Linked DNA regions of Ovis aries: region 2 is linked to region 1. Evidence: chromatin contacts called from public Hi-C data. All regions are on one chromosome and are shown on one strand. The core of a region is the stretch at or near the end of the contact, and the rest is flanking DNA. Distances in the headings are between cores, read along the strand shown. Region 1 has its middle 65 kb from the start of MB21D2. Region 2 overlaps MB21D2 (Mab-21 domain containing 2).

What was found. A called contact is a pair of places that touch in the nucleus more often than the background predicts.
Region 2: a Hi-C map of liver shows a contact between it and region 1, with 8 times the contacts expected there. The contact joins two enhancer-like sites. A contact is called at or near these places in 2 of 16 Hi-C or Micro-C datasets (blood and liver).

Annotation. Positions count from the first base shown.
Region 1 is chr1:195,249,694-195,254,738 of ARS-UI_Ramb_v3.0, forward strand. No RefSeq gene overlaps it. Among named protein-coding and RNA genes, the nearest start is that of MB21D2, 65 kb to the right of the region's middle. Within about 2 kb of position 3,143, at least 1 of the 54 cell types and tissues checked has an H3K27ac peak or open chromatin away from gene starts, as enhancers often do. A contact at or near this core is called in liver, where this site is marked.
Region 2 is chr1:195,407,317-195,411,955 of ARS-UI_Ramb_v3.0, forward strand. All of the region lies in intron 1 of MB21D2 (Mab-21 domain containing 2), which reads left to right. Among named protein-coding and RNA genes, the nearest start is that of MB21D2, 93 kb to the left of the region's middle. Within about 2 kb of position 2,640, at least 18 of the 54 cell types and tissues checked have an H3K27ac peak or open chromatin away from gene starts, as enhancers often do. A contact at or near this core is called in liver, where this site is marked.

The sequences.
Region 1 (5,045 bases), core at 1,893-4,392:
CACAAAGAGTTGGACATGACTGAGCGACTGAAAAACAACAACAATTATCTGGCTCTAGTTTCATATCATTTGATCAATTGGACGGAACTTAGATAATCTCATGCTCATTCACGTATTCAATGTTTGAGCCCATTTAAGATGATACAAACCCCAAAATACTAATGTCAGAAATCCTATGCATATCCATTTAAGAAAAGAAAATGGCTTGCTGCATGCTCATCTACAGCACTAAGACAAAGTCAGGGCTGAGAACCAACTAACTCAGTAGGAGCAACATTTGTTGTTGCTGGTGGAATATCAAACTTGTGGTAGAAATTCAATAGCCAAGGAACTATTTCTTGCAAGCCATGATCTTTCCTTGGCTGAAGAAATACACTGAAGCACTGGGGTTTATCTGACACTCAGGGAAACTCATGTGAAAGGAATAATAGAGCTAAGGGTTGCATTACAAAGTAGCAAAAACCAATCCCTGATTTGAGCTGCAGGAGGTCTATCCAGGGCACATCTATATATGTGATAAATTGCACCCCTTCTCTCAGTGAGAAATTAGGCTCAAATTCATTGCATTAATTTCATTGATTTACAGTCTGGGCAAGGTAATTGTCATGGGGTTGAATGGAAAACCATAGTGATATTGCATGTTCATTGACAGGCTTCTGATAGACCTAGGAGCAGTTTTCCCCCCAGGCCATATCTTTTATAGCCAACCTCAGCCTTTTCACCAGAGTTTAGGAATTCAAGATATATTCAATGGTTACCCACATTCATTCTCTTTCCCCAGCACAATTTTTCACACTTTCTTAAAACTTCTCTAAGCATCATCCAACTTAGGAGAATATATTTAAGTGGCAGGGAACTCATGACTCTTGTCAATAGCTTTTGTTTTTTGGATGGCTTCAAAAGTCAGAAAGTTCTTAAGAAGCCCAAGTCCAAAATCTGTCTCCTACCTAGGTTCCAAAAGTTTACCTTAAGTTATAAACTCTGAGCCTGCCTCATCACACATTATGAATACTTGATAAATATTAAGTATGTTAATGGAGCTTCCCAGGTAGCTCAGTGGTAAAGAATACACCTGCAATGCAGGAGCTACAGGAGACCCAGGTTCCATCCTCAGAAGATCCCCTGGAGAAGGAAATGGCAACTCCCTCCAGTATTTTTGCCTGGAGAATCCCGTGACCCTGGTGGGCTGCAGTTCATACAGTCGCAAAGGATCGGACATGACTGAAACGACTTAGCATGCAAGTATATTAATACTAATATTCATATAAATACTAAATCTGACATGAGTATCATCCTGAAGTAGTTCACTAGAGCGTATTAAGGTCATGGATGTTGAGAGCTGAGGTGAAGTGTAACCTGGGTTAAATTATTCTGTAAGCCTCAATTTCTTCACCCATAAAATGTGTAAAGAATAGCTACTCCCTTACAGTGTTGAGAAAACTAAATGGTATCAGAAAGCCATACACTCAGTTCAGTGGTGACATTAAGCTCTCAAAGTATTTAGTTATTATTAATATTACCATCAATAATTATTTCTGCCAATTCTCTCTTTGACTGAAAAACTATCAGGCACATCCGCTAAAAGGAGATGGACAGAAATCATCTGTTGGGAGAGTTAACAATAGAAAACCTCCAGTTGGCAGGGGCTCTATTTTAGTCTGGCTCCTGAACTCTTGTGTATAACATAGTGTTCTTCTACATTCTTTGGGACACTGGGCCTATTTCACTTTTGTTTGTGCACATGGCTATCATAACCTATGACTTCTACCAGTCAGTGGTCATAGAGTTGAAAAGGTCTTGAAGATTAAGTCTCTTCTCTATAGCTTATCTATATTGAAGCTAAGACTTAAACAGAATAATATGATCAAGGTCATCTGGATTTTTATTAGGACTAGAACCAAAAAAAAGAAAAGATTTCTGACCCCCAAGTTAGGATTCCTTAGTTACAGAGAAGTACATAAAGACACAACATCTTTGCCATTTCTGCACTCTGCTCTGTGAGGATGTCTAGAGCTTAAATGAATTGGGCCTCTTTGAATGCAGCCAAAAGAAAACCGATTCAAACTAATTAAGGTAAATGAAAATTATTAGGAAGACTGGCAAACGAATTTCAGAACTTAAGGCAGTGTTGACTTTGGAAAATGAAGAAACTTCTGGGGTTCATGGACATTCTATCCAGAGTACTGCCACTAATGCAATGTGATTGCAATGATGGCCAGTCTCTATCTTTATTGCCTTAGCTTTAAATGAGACCGAGAGACATACAGACAGAGAGAGAATAGATGGGCCCAGCTTGGGTCCAGTGTCCACCCGTGGACCAATTTGTGAGAGATGGAAGGTTCCCTGCTTTGTGTAACTCCACTTGAGACCTCTTCCCCTGGGCATGAGGGGCTCTAAATAAAGAATCTAGAGCTACTGTGAGCAGAACAGCTGTCCCAAGAAGCTCATATTACTTTCCACTATGTGGCTTTTTCAGCAGATTGTGAGTTTCTGTTAGCCAAGGACTGTCATTTTCACTTTTATCCAGTATTTTCAAACACCTTCCTAGCCTTTTGTGTAGTATGTACCCAATAAACATTCCTGGACTTGAATGTATTAGATCTGCCATTTCTCCTTGACCCAGGCATACCAACCCAAGCTGAGAACAAATGGGATCCAAACAACAAAAAAGAGATCTTTTTGGCCACTTGGAAAACACACATCACACTCAAGTAATGCAACCTGGCTCATACGTAAGTAGCACATACATCTTGGCTCCAAGGAAAGCTGTCCTAATTGTGCTTCTCTTTCCAGCTTCCTGGAAAGATAGGGCCCTTCTTCCCCAGGCAACCTTTCTCTTGGTAATGTCTCCTCCTGACAGCCTGGCACTGGCCCCCAGCTCTGTCTTCTGTAGTGAAAACGGAGCCCTGCTGTGCTCGGGTCATTAGGACTCTCATCTTCCCTCCTCATACGACAGACGTCAGGAGGACATGTTCTCGCCTCCTGAGAGAAAGCCCCAATTAAATATGTTCATCAAAGCTCTGTGATTCTCTGGCTTTCTTCAAATACATGACAAAAACGAATCACTTTCTGCTGACCTGACGCTTGGCCAGGGAGCACTTGGCCCTGGCCAAGGTGTGGGCTGCCTGCCAGAACCTTGTGGGAGGTACCAGGAGATTTTCACTGTCAAATGCCAGACTTTCAGTGCTGCCCCTCCAGCTGGTTATCAGACACTGGCAACTGCATAAAGAACCCAGAACAGAATATCACAGTTTACCCAGAATCAGAAGATTGGTAACAAATTAAGGTGAAATTGAGTTCAAATCTGCCCCTTTCCAGCTGCTAACTGGCCACATTAACCATGCCTGTCTCTTTAAGTATAGGCCGTAATGCAGTGCGGTGGGGAGGAGGCATAAGACGGGGGATCAGAGCCCCTCAGCTGGCCCACATGCGCTGTCACTAACTAGTTTCCTAATCTTTCAGCTTCAAGCGCCTGGTGTAAAAAAAAATGTGGTGTATTTGTGTAGCTGATTCACTTCTTATACAGCAGAAACTAACACAACTTTGTAAAACAATTATACCCCAATTTTTTTTTTTTTTTAAAAGAAGATATTGCTAAGACCTTGCAGTTCACAAGCTTCATTTTAAGGTATGGTCCCAACAAATTTTACTACATTGACACAGCCACCATTATTAGCCAATATTTGGAAAGTATTTACTCTTTTTCAGACACTCTGTACTTATACACTGTGGATAAATTCAGTTAACCCTTTGAAAGAATTTAGTAATATTATTCACCCTATTTTACAGATATTTTATAGAAACTTGGATTTAAAGAGTGAGATAACTTGGCCAAGGTTGCATCAGCCAGTCAGGGACAGAGCTTCAGAACTCAAGCTTCTCACACCTGTGGTACCCCAATAATGTCTCAGGTACCAAAACCAATATGGCCACCCTTAGCTTCCTTCTTGGCCTGCTCTGCCTCAAACACTTGTTTTCTCATCCTATATACATAATTTCATCTCCATCAATTTGGTTCACTGTTTCTGAACTCACTGACCATTTCTGAAGACTTAATCCCATTTAAAAATAAACCTATCTCTGCCTTCTAAAAACCACCAAGATAGAGCTAGTCTGTATTTGCTCTGATCTCCATAAACTCACCCACCTATAATTTTCACTGGCAAAGATTGTGTTGCCTCATTAAGTCATTACTTTTAATGTTATCGTTTATCTCTTGATCATCTTTTGCTCTTTATGCCCTATCTCACCAGTCAGATTGAATACCTTGAGGATGAACACATGGATCATATTTCTTTGATCTACTCTTAGCTGCTGGCATGATGCCTTGCAATGTTAACTGGGCTTGGTGTAGCTTCTCTTTCAGCTTCTACTACGCTCCTCATTAGTCAGTGTCTATATGGCTATAGGCATCCTCTTTGGAAACTATGGTATTAGAATTGTCAGCCAGGTCTTGATGACTTTCATTGTGCATGTAAGACTGGGAAAGGGCACCCTGACCTACGCCCATGCCAGCTGAGCTGTGTTACTTGTGCCAGAGCCTCACCATGTCTGTATAGCTCTGTGTGTATGATGGGATCCGAGCAAGCTTTTCTGATGATGCCAGCCAAGAAAAAACAGCTGGCAAATGTAAAAAAGATGGTACCAGGTGCATGGCCCACTTAGATCAGCCTTCTGTGCCAGCTTCACATTTTGTATCAAGGCCTATGATGAGAGTCAGAGTGACTATATCTTCTCTCCTCTCCAGAAGCTGGTCTGTGGCTGCCAGGTTCATAATGGTCATCTGTTGGGTTGTCTACAACACCTGCAACTCAGACAACAAAATCCAGAGGTTGCCAAGATCTTGGAACTCCCAGGGTATAATAACAATGCCAAGAGCTGAGGGGGTAATTAATGGCCAGAGTATCTCATCACCTCCTCTTGGAGTTTCCAACACTCTGATGCTGAAGGAAAGCTGAAAGCTTTTCCAGGTGCACTGTATTTTATAAACCATGTATTTCAACAAAGAGAAGGGACATAAAATGATTCCGCAAATTATGAAGAGC
Region 2 (4,639 bases), core at 1,390-3,889, 160 kb after region 1:
TTCACAAAACCAGTGATTTACATTTGCTCTTGTGTCTGTTGAATAACTTCTAGGTAAATGTTTAAAAAGCACAAAAATAATAAAGTTAGTTGGCAAGATCTAGTTTTAATAATGAATTCTATCTCACCATGCCTATAAAAATTGGGGTCTGAAATGAACTAATATTACTTTTTTTATTGCGTCTTATTTTGAGGAGAAATGGATAATTAAAATGAAACAGTAAGAGACACTCTCCAGGGTTTCACAGGCTCTCCTCTTCAACCACACTCAGAAACAACTTCTGTAGGAGTGAAGAATCGAAGCAGATTCCCTCACTCCGCATCTTCCTTTGGGTTGATTCTATTAAGCTTGTTTGTGCTCATGTAATTAGCTTCTGGGAATAATGTCTCTCGGTAGCCTCACATTTAGGAATATGATAAATATATGTTTGTTTGTTTGCAGTCAGATCACATATTTCCTTGTGGAAAAAAAAAAAAAAAAAAGAATGCTTTGGTTCACCGGTGCCATTTTAATTCAGTCATCAGCTGAGCCCTAAAACTTGTCTTCCTCGTCTGAGCTGTGGGTAGGAGTTCGTGTAGGAGGGAGGAAGAGGAGCAGTTTTGCAACTGGTGCCTCATTTCCTCGACCTGGCCTTGGGAGGCCTCCCTGTCTCTGATGCCTGTCCTCAGGGCCTTCTAGCACAAACCACAGTATATACTCTGATTCAGATCTCCCGTTCCAGCCAGGCAGGTGGTCTCCACTGCCTGGGAGTACCTCACTTCTATTGAACACTTTTATATACTAAGGAGGAAATAGTAGTTAGTACCTTAATGTCCAAGAAGCAATTTCCATGTTCTCTTCTTAACTGTGAAAATGAACCTAATGGGTAAAATTCCAGGCAAGAAGAGAGCGTAAAGAGAAAATCCAGGCCTGAATATCTGTCTCTAGGTTCAGTTCTCCCGGGCTGCCCCTAGACTTCCCAGCTTCTTTCGTTTCTGCACCCCCTCATGTTTGAAAGCTTTAGCTCCCTTGTCATATCCCTGAAGTTGTGAGAAGGAGCTTAAGAAAAGGGGGAAATGGGATGTGGTTAGTCGTTCCCACTGACCTGTGTGAGATGTTTGTAAGTCAGCTGTCTTCCTCTTTTTACAAAACATTTATTATATATTTGAATTTGGTGGCACCACTCAGCATGTAGGGCTCCTATGCCCCCTGACAAGGAATGAACCTATGCCCCGTGCCTCAGTGGAAGCACAGAGTTCTAACTGCTGGACTGCCAGAGAACTCCCAGGTCAACTCTCTTCTGAATCAGACACCTGGGTTCAAAGATCAGATCCACAAACCATGTGACCTTGGGCAATTATTTAACCTCACAAGTTTCCATTTCTTCATAACCACTCAGTGGCAGCATAAAGATGAATGGTAATACATTAAAAATCCTCAGCTCAAAGTAGATGTTCACTAAATGAGCTCTGTTATTAAAAGGCCAGGAGTGGTTGGATGCAGGCATTAGCAATATCTGGAAGACAGCAGCATCAAGGAGAGTTTTCACATCAGTGACAGGGACATTGTTATTTGAAGGGGGCATCATGGCACACTCCTCAGTGTGTGTGTGTTTGAAATAGATTTCTAGGAATGGAAAGCAGGTGGCAAGGCTGCAGCATAGATACCCGGGGGGTGGTACCTGCAGGCGTGCACAGTTGAGGCCTGCTGAGCTGCCCCACAGGGGAAGAGGATGGGCCTTTGCAGGCAGGAGGGCAGGATGCTGGGGAAGCATTCAGACCCCGGTTGAACAGTCACCAAGGCCTGCGTGCTTTCATCTGCAGTCGCTTGCCATCTGTCTGAGGCGAGAATCAATATCAGGTGACAGATCAGTCATCGCCCAGAGACTGGCTGTAAATCCGGCACCCATTCTTTTCTTTCTAACCACTTGAAAGAAACTTCCCCGCACATCCTTTCCCTGAAACTCGGAGCTTCACCACTGGACTTGGAGTTGTGTTGGTGCTTAGTCGCTAAGTCTCTCTGCGACCCCATGGACTGTAGGCCACCAGGCCCCTCTGTCTTTGGGATTCTCCAGGCAAGAATACTGGAGGGGGATCTTCTCGACCTAGGGATCAAACCTGAGTCTCCTGCACAGGCAGGCGGACTCTTTACCACTGAGCCACCAGAAGAGCCCACTGGATTTGGAGAGGTCCTTGGAAAGACCCGAAACAAACTTCTATGTTTTAGGCATTGTCGTCTTGAGGGGAATTAAAGATAGATGTGTTCTGTTCCATTCTGCTTCAGTCACATCAGCACTCATCACGTCTTCGCTTTTTTCCCATCTGTTCGTTAGTATTCATGAGTTTTAGAGAAACAGCCCATCCCACAAGGTCTGTGTTTGCCTCTGCACATGTCCACGGGGCCTGCGGTGTATACCCAGCGGCACCCATTAGCCTTCCATCCATTATGTCCATTTGCTTGCTACAAACTTGCTCTTAAAACCTCTCCTCCTCCTTCCCTCAGCTCAGACACAATCACTCCTTTTAGTCAGAAAGAACATTAAAGAACAGCCTGTCCGACCAGCTCTCTTGGGGGCTGTGAATCGGCCTCTCTTAGGGAGTACCAGGGCTGGGCCTGGGTGTCCTGCTCGGACTCCCTCAGACTGGGCCCCAGGGCTTCAGATCCTGGCTTCTCCCCAGGGTGCTGACGTGAGCATCCGTGTTCCAGGCTCCTGCCCTACTGCCAGCTCCCAGCCTGCCTGGAACACTGGAAATGGGGAGCGAGAGTCAAATGAGCCAGTAAAGTTGGCATAAAGTGAAGTCTTTCTGGAGCTTTGGATTGATTAGAGCAGGGAATTTGAGGGACCCACCCCCACCCCCCACCCCCCGCCCCCACGTCCGCAACAGCATTCTGTATAGACTAAATCTTTTGTAAGCAACTGATTTACTTTCCTGCTGAAGGTCAGCCTCAGGCAGAATTGGGAAATAGCCAGCTTGATAGGATGCAATGATTTTCAATGCTTTTTGTTTCTCCCTTTTAAAACCGTAGGACTCTTACTTCACCTAGAAGCATCAGAGGAAGCCCAATATGGAAAACACTTAAGTGGTTCAAGTGGGGCTGGGAAGCCCAGGGACTGCCCATCCCTGGCACAGGCAGTGTCTCCTTACGCGCCACCCGCCCCCACCCTCACTCACTATGAGGAGCTGGAGGCGCGCCATTTGGAAGCCACCGTTGCCGTGAAAAGCCCACACGGGGGGCTCAGGCAACTTTGTGTTAGTCACTACAGCACACTGTTAAGCCCTGAACCTGACTTTCTGTTTGCGATTTGAGGATAGAATGTCAGACTGAAAGATTCTGTGTAGAAGCACATATGTCTGGTTCATAGCAGACCCTGCTAAACATTGATGCCCACCTCTCGTTTAATCTCCTTTTCTCTTCCCCACTTTCTATGCCTTTGCCCTGAGGTGTCCTCTCCCCATTCAGAAACCTGGGGATCTCTGGCACCAGCCATCTTCAGACGTGCTCAGCTCTCCAGGAAAAGCGTGAGTCACTAGTGTTCAGGGTCAGTGCAGGTCAGCTCTGTTGTCCCCAAGAGTATCTTCATGCCTAGGTTCCAGCAGAAGAGTGCCACCCCCTCTGATTAGCAGGTCGTCTGCAGCTGGCCTGAACCATTGACACCCAGGGGACTTGTACTGAGGGACTTGGTAAAACATTACTATCCTCCGACCAGCCGACTGAACTTCTGTCCCTGGTTGAGTAATCCTCTAGGCATTTATATAACCGTACAGTATACCCAGTCTGTGAAATCCTCATGTTCTCTGAAGTTGCATTTTGAAAACAGCTGGGTTTATAGGAAAAACAAGGTTAGGAGCAGATCACCCCAAACCTATTTGACCTTGTAACCAAGAAGTTAACAAAAGCTATAGCAATACTGAAAAAAGAAAGAAAAAAAATCACTCTAGTATAGGAGTTTAACCTTTGGAAAAAAGTTGAAGGTGGCTTTATGGAAAGGGTTTTAGAAAAAAGGATAAACGTTGAATTTTGTAGACAAAGATAAAATGCACTAACATCATAGAAAACAATAAAAAGAAAAGTATTTCCATGACAGATCGCATGTCAGTTTGAGTCCAGGAGAACCTGAGCGCCATTAGCTCCATGGATGGATACAGTCTGCTGTGTTTGAGCATGTTTTGTTGGGCTGTTCCTTGGTTCTGCAAAATATTAATGTTCTTGGAAAATTACATGTGAACTAACACTAACTCTATTGTGCTGACACAATTTCACTGTTTGCCAGTTGTGTATGAGCTGTTCTATATCACAGTGAGACATTCTGTATCAGGCTAACTGTTTCTAGATGTCAGTAGCCTAAACACAGGACTCAGGTGGACATGAGTGAGTCCTCAAAAAACTTACGGTCTTGTGTGAAATTTGGGAATGATGGCTGTGGTATGAGGCACCACATAAATCTCATAAAACAGAGTAATTAAAAGATTGTACAAAGAAAGAAAGGAAATCATATGTGTGGCTGTGCAGGTTAGGAGGCAAAAACTTTTAGATGGAGTTGGTGAAATTTCTATAGGCAAGGATGTTGTCATTGTTCAGTTGCTAGTTCATGTTCGACTCTTTGCAACCCCATGGACTGCAGCACGCCAGGTTTCCCTGTCCTTCACTATCTCTTGGA